Linked DNA regions of Sus scrofa: region 1 is linked to region 2. A link is a contact called in public promoter capture Hi-C data. All regions are on one chromosome and are shown on one strand. The core of a region is the stretch at or near the end of the contact, and the rest is flanking DNA. Distances in the headings are between cores, read along the strand shown.

Region 1 (5,666 bases), core at 724-3,223, 860 kb before region 2:
CAGCACCTGTAGCATATGGAAGTACCCAAGCTAGGGGTCAAATCAGAGCTGTAGCTGGCGGCCTACAGCAAAGCCACAGCAGTGTAGGCAGGATCCAAGCCACATTTGTGACCTACACCACAGCTCACAGCAATGCTGGATCCTTAACCCACTGAGCGAGGCCAGGGATCAAACCCACATCTTCATGGATACTAGTTGGGTTTGTTACCACCGAGCCATCATGGAAACTCCCTGAAAATTTTCAAATGCCCATAAATTAAGGGATCTACTAGTGATACACAGGATGTGATTCCATTAGGAAAACTGACAATTACCTTATCTGTAAAATGGGGCCAACACTCCCTAGCAGAGGATCCCTGTGAAGACTAACTGCAACAGCACATGGTGAGTGCTTCAGAACAGCCTGGCTGCTCTAAGCTCTACTCTTCAGAATAAATCATGTGCAGTCAGTAGCACGCTTGTCACACTGTGTGTGTGTTTTTAATTAAGCTCAACTTGAAATGGGTTTTTCTATTTATCAAATATAAAGAATTATTTACAGCACCTTGGTTTAACGTTTGGTTTTACTTTTCATCTATGGAAGGTTGCCAAGCATACTTTGCAAATGGAGGAAAAACAGAATTTAAAATTTGTTCTCAGTGGTCTCTTCCAAGCTATGCTTAAATGAAAATTAAAGGGAGCGGAAATTGTTGGAAATCCATTTTAACACAGAATGAACAGATCAGTTCACAAAGCTGAAGCAAAAGCACATTATGAGAAAAGCAAAAGAAATTCTTAAATAACACTTAAATCAGAATATCTAGCAAAAAAAAAAACTTGTAAAGAAAAATCAATCATTACAAAATGTGCCTCTGTTGATTAAGAATTACTTGGGTATGTATATTATTTATTAGTCTTAACCTAGAAAAAAATTAAAAGTAGACAAAACTCTTCTGGCTAGGTGACCTTGTCAGGTAACTTCACTGACCTGGATCTCAGACCCTACTTCAGATAGGAAGGGGTGGAGGAGGAGCTGAATAGATAATTATTCGAAACCCCTCCAGGTATTCTGATGAAAAGACTTCTGCAACTGGCAGAGCTGGGGGAGCAGAGCTCAGGGGAATTTATTTCTGCTGACCAGACAGGCGTGGCGCTTCCCAGTGGCTTCGGGTGGGAATCACGCAACCATTTCCACTTGCTGAGGACAAACAGTGCAAACTTTAGCCTTGAAGTGGTTCAATCATTAACACACCTTCCTTGGTCTCTGAGATAAGTCTTCTCTAAGAACTGGTTTAATATTTAACGATGTTAACAGAGTATTATGTAATTTTAATTCTTCTGAAGATCCTCCCCGTTGGGGGCCACGAGGGTGGTGGTGAAAAAAATCAACACATTTCTCTCCAAAAGTAAGACGGCAACTCTGAAAGCAAAGCAAGAGCAAAGGCCTGACAGAAAAGCAATGGGAACTCGAAAGGAGAAATGGGCTCCTCCAGCTGGCGGTGGGCTGGGGGCCACAGCGGCCGCGCGCGGCCGCAGGAAATCACAGCCCGGGCAGGGGTGCAGGGAAGTCAAGCGGGGAGCAGGCCGGGGGAGTATCAACGGGCACCCAGCAGTGGGGCGGAAACGATGACCCTTGCTGGAAAGTAAAGCTGAGCCCCCAGGACCAGCAAGTAAAACTGCCTTGGTGACTTGCAGCCCCTGGAAGGGAACGACTTTAGCCACCAACTCCATATTCACCGATTCCCCTGGAAGACGGAATACGGGGCAGGAGTGCAGTCAAAATTCAGCTCGGCTCCTTTAGGACCAGCGGCGGGGAAACTCCTTTAACCACTTACCCGGGTCTAGAGTGAGAAACCAAAACTTGCGACAATTCCCTCAGATGTCAGGCGGGAAAGGGGCGGGCCCGGCCGGCGCTGTGATTTCAGGCTCCACCTCGCCCCGCCCCCAGGGGCGGGCCCGAAAAGGTAGTTTGGACCTTTTCGGCCACCACTGGCTGCTACAATATGGCTGCACCCAGGGAAAGGCTAGGCTAACGTGAAAGTACAGACCCTAGCTCTCTCGTCGTATGGATCGGAGGGCAGAGTTCAAGAGATGGAAGGCGCAGTGTCTAAGCAAAGCGGACTTCAGCCGGAAGGGCTGTGTGGACGAGGATGTGGTAGAGATCGTGCAGCTCCTGAATGGTCGAGAACAGTTTTTCACTACCAGTTCCTGCGCTGGCCGCATCATCCTTCTAGAGCAGGTGAGGACCCTTCTTGATGTCTTTGCAGCGGCTGCCTTGTAGTGTGCAAAACCGGGAGCCCCGTGCCTACTCAGTGTAACACTTTGTTTGGCTTTGTCCTTCTGATTCGTGGTCTCGGTCACCACCCCCCCCCCACACACACACCGCTTTTTAGGATCGCTCTCGCGGTATACGGAAATTCCCAGGGTAGGGGTCAAATCGGAGCTGCAGCTGCCGGCCTACACCACAGCCGCAGCAACACTAGATCCGGGCCGCGTCTGCCACCTACACCGCAGCTCACTGCAACTATGGATCCCCACCACCTAGAGAGGCCAGGGATGAACCCGCATTCTCGTGGATACTAGTGGGGTTCGTTTCCGCTGCTCCACAATTGCAATTTCTTGGTTTCTTTATCAAGGCAAACGAGAGGGTTACTTAGACCAGTGTTTCTAACATTTTAATGTGTCTTTTAATCACTTGGAGATATTTAAAAATACATTCTGGTTCAGTAGGTTTAGGAAGGGCCTAATCTGCATTTCTAACAAGCCCCCAGGTGATGCTGGAACTGTTGGCCTGGGGATGCTCTAGATTGCAAAAGTTAGAGGAATACTAAGGGAATTTTAAAACTTTACAGCTTGGCAAGGCGTCTGTCTTCTTGTCAACCGCTCAACAAAATCATTGTGAACTTTTTGTAGTTTGTCTTGATTAAGAAGCTGGCTGCCTCCTAGTGGTTCACTCCGTTGTTACAGCTCTGGTAATTTTTACCTTACCTGAAGCGTACAGTAGTATATAGTCTGAGATAGTGGTTAGTCCCTCAGGCTTTCGAGTGATACTGCTAGATTCTAAACCAGTTATGCGAATTACTGGCTATGTGAATTTAGGGAAATTATCTAAACATAGGCCCTTCCTGTTCCATGAACTAAGAATAATAAAGAGTATCCACTTCATAGGGATTTTATGTAGAGGAAATGGGGTAATTTATTTGAAACCTTTCGCATCGTGCCTGGCATATTAACTGCACTATAAAAGTTAGCTGTGTGTTAATTTTAACATTAGGATTGAATTCAGAGCATGAAAGACAGCACACTCATAAACCCATTCTTTCAATCTCTCGCTGACAGATCATTTGATGGTTTCCCAGGTTACCAGCCTGTTGTTCATTCTTATATGGCTTCCTCCTGAGCACTCCTGCTCAGCTTGCTCTCTGTTTTCCCCCATTTCTACTGTCCTGTCTTACTTAGATTTCTGTAGGGGGTTTTTTCCTAACGGGTCACTGAACTACCAGTCCCTCTACCCTAAATCATGTTACATACACACTGTTAACAGATACCCCTTTCTAAAAGCAGTACTCTGCTTGTCACTCATCTATGCTGAAATACTCTAGTACACCTTTCACCTCTGTTACCCACTATGGCTGTTCATCTTAATCTGTTACTGAAACTGAACTATACTCTTTTTCCTCTGGATATTTACCTACCTTTGCTTTTGCTCATGTTTATTTTTCCAGCAGTTTCCCCCATCTTGGTATATCGGATATGCCTCCCAAACTCCCCTTTCCCACTTGAACAAAAACACACACATCCACGTGGAAGCAGTGACTACTTCTGAACTGCGTTAGGACTTTTTCTGAACTGCTTTTAATTTTATGTATTATCTTTTTTTTTCTTATTCGTTTTATTTTTATTTTTCTTCCCATTATGTCCACACCCTCCTCTTTTTTTCCAGTTGATTTAAAAAAAATTTTTATTGAAGTATAGTTGATTTACAGTGTTGTGCCAATTTCTCCTGTATAGCAAATACCAATATATACATTCTTTTTTTAAATATTATTTTCCATCACAGTCTATTCTAGGATTTGGATACAGTTCCCTATGTGGTAGGACCTTGTTGTTTATATATATATATATATATAAACTTTTTTTTTTTTTTTTTTTGCCATGCCAATGGCATGCTGAATTTCCTTGGGCAGGGGTCGAACTTGTGCCACAACAGTGACAACAGTGGATCCTCAACCCTCTAGGCCACCAGGGAACTCCAGTTTTATGTATTATCTTGTACCTTATATTGTACTTATTTTCGCTTTGCCTTATTTCACAAAGGATTTGGACCAACTTACAAATAGGCAATACAAAAAGAAAAAGTGAGAAAATATGGGTAAAGGGAGTATAGGTAAGATAAAGCAGAGATGACATTAGTTCTCAAAACATACCAGTAGACTATAAATTTGCTAGCCACCTCTTTGGCTATAAGATTTAGAGCAGCCACCATAAGATCAGATAGTCACTGAGATCATGCAATGAAAACAAATCAGTTATTTAGGACAAGCACAGCTCTTCTCTTTTCCAAGGCCAGACAGTGAATTCTCCGTGTACCCATTGTATAAGAAATGACTTAGCAGAAGTGTAATCGTTTAAAAGTGCATGTGGTTTCCTGCATCCTCCTTCCAGGGTCCTTGAGGGTAGGATCTGTTTATATCCGAAATACCTAATAGAACTTGGCAAATAAATATTTTTCCAGTTAATAAGCAAAAAATTCTCTTAAAATATTTACCTTCTTGAAATTTTGACCTTTTGATCTTAGCTCTGCCCCTTGGGACTTCATATAAAGGCTAATCCAGAGGTCACAAATTTATGCCTGCAGTGATTAGGTACAGATGAGGTGTCAGTAAAAAGTAGTAGGTCCTATGTGGGATTGGGGCAGTGCTTTCTTAAAAAAGGAATTCAATTTTTTTTCTTTAATATTGTGCCAGTCACATAAAACAGCTAGAGTACAACTTAGGGGCTACTAGTGTACAACCACTTTTAGTAATCCCTTTTCTCTTGACAAAATCATGACCATATTTCAGAAAATATTAAGTTATTTTACCTTAATAAATTATTTTCTTTCTACCTCAAGTAATTTGGTTTCATTTTTCTTTTACGTTAACTTTACCCAAAAGCAAATTGTTGTCAATAATACTTAAAATCAGTACTTGGGATATTAATTTAAAAAGCCAAAAATATGCTATACATTATACTTATTATTTTGTATTATATGATTAAATTATGTTATTTTTTACTTTAGGGTATGGATAGTCTTGAGGTTCAGAAACAAAACTGTTGCTGGCTACTGGTTTCACACAAACCTTGTGTGAAAGACGATGTGGTAAGTTTGTATATATAAATTTAGAAGTAAACTTTAATTCAGAATCACTTTACATACATATGAAAAGAACAGAAAATTCAAGGTGATTTATGTGCATAATTGCAATGACCAAAGATTACAAAGCCTGAGGAAAACTCATTACAGTGGCTTTAGTTGTGGGAAGTTATTATCATTCTTAAATGACATTATTTAAGAGTAATGATATACCAGTTATTTCATTTCTTAAAATCTTTAGATGAGTTGCTATAAGTTTGTATTAGTCAGGCATTTTACATTACTGGTTTAGGAGCATAAATGTTGTCTTGAAGGTCCTCACTCGGGCTCC
Region 2 (5,332 bases), core at 576-3,075:
TGGTTCCTACTCGGATTCGTCAACCACTGCACCACGACGGGAACTCCTATTATTGTCACATTAAATGTAGGTGATTCTCTTTACAAGCTGAAGTTGCCAGATAGACAGCTGTCAAAGTGGATGGTTTCTTTTCACAGATTTTGAAAAACATAAACAAGTTCAGTTTAGTGATGGGCATATGTGTGACTTTGTAGTTTCTGTTCATTTTTTCTGTGCTTAAAACGTTCAGAATAAGAAACTGGAAAAAAAGAAGACATGCATAGCCAAATCCAATCCATTTCAAACAGTCCATTTTATGCTTTACCTACCTCTTTGAGGGCTTTTCTTGTAGAGTCCAGGACAAACTGACTTATCCCTTTTCCAAGTTTTTCTGGTACGTTTTTTTTTTTTTTTTCAAGGATTGCACCTAGGCAGCATAAGGAAGGTCCCAGGCTAGGGGTCAAATCAGCACTACAACTGCCAGGCTATGCCACAGTCACGTGGGATCCGAGCTTGGTCTTTGACCCACACTACAACTCACAGCACAGCAGGATCTCCCACCCACGGAGCGAGGCCTGGGATTGAATATACATCCTCATGGATACCAGTCAGATTCATTTCCGCTGTGCCACAAAGGGAGCTCCTCTCCGGTACTTTTAATTTAGCATTTAACAGTCTGCCTTGTCCCGGTCCAAATAAATACATCATATATTTCCGGAAGACAAAGTGTAAGGTTCTGGTAGAGGGGTACAATAACAGCATATAGAAAGTGAACACCTGTCTTAGATTTATTTTGAGACAGTCTTTACTAGTCAAGAGTTGTTAGTAACAAGATTTAGGGGGGAGGGATGAGAGCCTAAATTAGGATGGAAGCAATAAAAATAAAAAGTTCTGGGAATTCTGGAAAACGTTAATACTCTTCATTTACACTTGGCTTCCATTAGTTTTCACAAACAGACATCCAAGCCTGGACACCTTTACAAATCCCCTGGCTTTGTAACATCACCTTTACAAATCCCCTGGCTTTGTAACATCACAGTTATCTCTAACTGGGAGAGCGACTTTAAATAGAATTCTTCAAGCATTTATTTCCAACTCGCTAAGCTAGGAGCTTTTAGATAAGGCTTCATCTTACACCCTTGTTTCCAAAACCTTTCTCCACACCCACACACGTAAACAGTAATAGACAGCCCTAGGGCTATTTGTAAAATCAAATTTACTTAAGTGATTCAGATTCCCACTGTTTAAATTTTAAGCACAGAACAGTCTTCGCCTTGAGTCCAGCAATGTGAACTTTTGGCTCCTTAAAGCAGAAGCGATCTGGGTGGGTCAGAGAGTAAAAAAAAGTCAAGTTCGAAAGCCCGGGGGCTGTCTTTGCGCCAGGATCCTGGTCACTGCCCTTTGACCCAGATTCTTCGCCAGCCTACCGGCCCCCTCTTAATCCTCGCCTCCGCCGCTTCCTCCCCCTCGCGGTTCCATCTCCGCACCGCTGGCAGCCTCCGCTTCTCCCCAAGAGGGCGGGTAGTCTGAACTCAAAGGCCTAGTGGGAAGCGGGGCCTCTTCAGGAACCACCTCTGCGGAAGAGTCAGGCCCCAGAAGCGCGCCAGACCCCTTCCCAAGATGGCGCGCACGGCGTAGGCGAGGCCAAGAGTGAGCGTTCAGCTAAATCCCGCACACTCAGCGGGTTCCGTCTTCCACGTCCCTTTCAAAGACTCTCTTCGCAGGCCCCGCCCCCTCCCGCCCCAGAGCTCGGTGCGGGTGGGCGGGGCCCGGTGAGTCATGCGACCAAATTTAAGCGGTCTTGACCCAGAGGGTGGTTTAGAGATTGAGTCACCGGACCGGTTGGCGGCATGGCAGCGATGTTTAGGCGAAGCTGCAGGGTGAGAGGAAGGGCAGGGCTCGGCGGGGTGGGGAATGGAGGTTGCGATGTTTGGTGAGGGGGACCTGGACCGAAAATAGGTGCGGTCGGGGTGGGGGGAGATTCTGCTTCCGGGGCGCCTTGGCTCTCCTTACCCAATCCCGGGCAGCGGCTGGGATTACAGGCCCTCGCCTGGCTTTCGCGCCCACCCTTCCTCTCATTGTGGGACTGAATACTTCTGGGGTTTTCGCTCTTAACTCTATCCCCTCGGCACCTGCTCTCTATGTAGGCGGCGTCCACTTTTCAGAATATCCTTTTTCTTTCTCTGGGCTGAGATCCTTCCAAAGATTTCCCATCCTACACCGAAGTACATCTATCTCCGAATTGGGCGGGGAATTACAGAATTACACCCAGTTTTTGCCGAACTAGAGTAGTATCTCGGAGAAAATTCTCTACCGGCTATCTCCAGCCTAGGACGGAAGTCATAAATTTCATTCTGCAATTGATGTATACTGGAAAGTGCACAACTCAGATGAACTTGAATCTTGGGTGTCTGCCAAGTCACGGGGAAAAGGAAAATGGAGCAGCTGCCCTTCAGGATATTTAATATGGTTAATAACACTTGGTTTTGTAAGAAGGAGAGGAACGCTTCCACATTGTGTGCCTTTACAAAAAGGGGGGATGGAGTTCCCTGGTAGCCTAGTGAGTTAAGGATTCAGTGTTGTCACTACTGAGGGGAAGGTTGATGCCTGGCCCTCTTTGTGCAGCAGGAGCAGCCAAAAAACAATTTTTTTTAAAAGAAAATCCTACAGCAGAATTTTTCTTAAAGCTTTTTGTATATCCTAGTGTTGTCTCCTGTTTTTTTTTGGGGGGGGGGGGGTTGGCTTCATTTACCCGGAGGCATATGGAAGTTCCTAGGCTGGGGTTGAATTAGAGCTGCAACACTGGATCCCAGCTGTGTCTTCACTACAGCTCACAGAATCGTCAGATCAATAACCCACTGAGCAAAGGCCAGGGTTTGAGCTCTTGTCCTTTGCTCATGGATACTGGTGGGGTTCATTACCACTGAGCTACAATGGGAACTCCCTCACAGACTTTAAATTGTTTGAGTTACTAGGTATATTTTGCTGTCTTAAATATTATTGATATAGTCACATAAGACTGCCACTTAAACTTCATTTTAATTAAGAAAGTTATGTCCTCGACCAAAATAGTAGCAGTTTTAGAGTTTAGAATAATTCTAATGCCTGTTGTCCAGTATTTGTCATTGCTGTATACGTTAATGGGCTCTGACAGCAGAAATTGGGGGAATTTTTTTTTTTTTTTTTTTTTTTAGGGCCACACCCAAGGCATATGAGAGTTCCTAGGCTAGGAGAAGTTGGAACTGTAGCTGCAGGCCTATGCCACAGCCACAGCAGCTAGGGATCTGAGCCATATCTGCACCCTACACCAGGTAGGATCCTTTAACCCACTGAATGAGGCCAGAGATCATACCTTAGTCCTCATGGATTCTAGTCAGCTTTGTTACCACAGAGCCACAATGAGAACTCCAGGCAGAAATTGGGGGATTTAAAAAATGATTTTAGGAGTCCCTGTCGTGGCTCAGCAGAAACAAATCCACGAGGTTTTGGTTTTATCCCTGGCCTTGCTCAGTGGGTTAACGATCCGGCGTTGCCATGAGCTGTGGTGTAGGTCGCAGTCTTGGCTTGGATCTGGCATTGCTGTGGCTGTGGTGTAGGCCGGCAGGTGTATCTCCAATCAGACCCCTAGCCTGGGAACCTCCATATGCTTCGGGTGCAGCCCTAAAAAGCCAAAAAAAAAAAAAAAAAAAAAAAAACCCTGATCATCTCATTAATTACCCAATATTGGCCCCATTTTCCAGGTTTGAAAAGAAGTTAATTGCAGGTCTCTGGGAATTGCCCTTGGCTTTAGCAACCTTTGTACTCAGTGTAACATGTTTTCCTAAAAAAACCATATAGAAATTTTTTGTAAATTATTTTAAATACAGTAATAATCCCTTATTTAAAGTCTTTCAGCTCACCATTTTACCTGTATTGGTGAATTTAGAATTTTCATGCAGTGCTATCTAAACATACATTTAGAAGAGTCAAGTTTTTGGTCTTTTTCCTGGGATTTTTTTTTTTCTTTATAGAATCTAATAACCAATTAGGATACTAAATTGAAGGATTGATACAGCAAAGTGGTTGATAGCATGAGCTCTTAATATAAATGTCAGAGCAATAATCCTGATTCCTTTCACCCACTGAGTGAGGCCAAGGATCAAACCCTCATGGTTCCTAGATTTGTTTCCACTGTGCCGCAACAGGAACTCCTATGTTGTCCCTTTATTTTATTTATTTATTTATTTTGTCTTTTTGTCTTTTCTAGGGCCGCTCCCGTGGCACATGGAGATTTCAAAGGCTAGGGGTCTAATCAGAGCTGTAGCCACCAGCCTACAACAGAGCCACAGCAACAAGGAATTAGAGCCGCCTCTGCAACCCACACCACAGCTCTCGGCAACGCCGGATTGTTAACCCACTGAGCAAGGGCAGGGAACAAACCCGTAACCTCATGGTTCCTAGTTGGATTTGTTAACCACTGCACCACAACGGGAACTCCTATTATTGTCACATTAAATGTAGGTGATTCTCTTTACAAGCTGAAGTTGCCAGATAGACAGCTGTCAAAGTGGATGGTTTCTTTTCACAGATTTTGAAAAACATAAGCAAGTTCAGTCCTTGGTCTTTTAGTATATTGTTGAGTTTCTCTTTTCTTTCAATGTCTAGCTTACTAGAATTGCCTAGAAATAGTTTCATCAAAAATACTTGAAGTGTAAATTGTGTAATTTTGGCTGTTCTTAAACAATTACTCAAAAGTTCCAGTATGGTTTCCAGTTTGATAACTTTAATAAATGTAAGTGGTTACTTTTTGTGTACCTTGAACTGTTAAGGGTATAAAAATGGCTTGCAAAGCAATGATACCATATTTTTATGTTTTTGAAGAAATATAAGTATATTTCAGATAGTAAGACAAGTAGTATATTAATGGTTTATAGTAGAGTTGACAAACTTTTTGTAAAGGGACAGTAACTGTTTTTGACTTTGTGGACCATATGGTTTCACAACTCTGCTATGAAAGCAGAAATAGACAAGATGGTATGGCTGTGTTCCAGTAAAATTTTATTTATAAAACTGGTTGGTACCATAGTGTGCTGACTCCTGGCTTAGAATATTTTGAGAATACTTCCAGAGAACAGCAGAACATATAGAACTTGGTTTTGTCTTATTTATTTTGTTAAAGTGAGATATCTTAGAAAATGGGATCCTCCAAGGAGAAAATTCCTAGAGGCACGCCTGGGAGGCTCACAGGGACGGTATCAACGTTAATGGTTAATGTAGTGCAGTGGGTTAATGATCTGGCTTCTCTCTGTGGAGGCACTGGTTCAGACCCCAACCCAGTACAGTGGATTAAGGATCCAGTATTGCTGCAGCTGTG

What was found. Promoter capture Hi-C pulls out the DNA fragments that hold promoters and counts their contacts.
Region 1: a promoter capture Hi-C map of liver shows a contact between it and region 2, with 11 times the contacts expected there. The contact joins the promoter of TYW3 here to the promoter of ACADM in region 2. A contact is called at or near these places in 3 of 5 promoter capture datasets (fetal liver, fetal skeletal muscle and liver), 5 of 47 Hi-C or Micro-C datasets (heart right ventricle, liver and skeletal muscle) and 2 of 2 datasets of contacts at active chromatin or transcription factors (alveolar macrophages and skeletal muscle).

Annotation. Positions count from the first base shown.
Region 1 is chr6:138,431,602-138,437,267 of Sscrofa11.1, reverse strand. TYW3 (tRNA-yW synthesizing protein 3 homolog) reads left to right here and starts at 1,973. Exons shown (of 6, transcript NM_001044583.1): 1 at 1,973-2,218; 2 at 5,261-5,341. The coding sequence starts at 2,045. CRYZ (crystallin zeta) reads right to left here and starts at 1,863. Exons shown (of 10, transcript NM_001044584.1): 1 at 1,815-1,863.
Region 2 is chr6:137,572,037-137,577,368 of Sscrofa11.1, reverse strand. ACADM (acyl-CoA dehydrogenase, C-4 to C-12 straight chain) reads left to right here and starts at 1,825. Exons shown (of 12, transcript NM_214039.1): 1 at 1,825-1,859. The coding sequence starts at 1,830.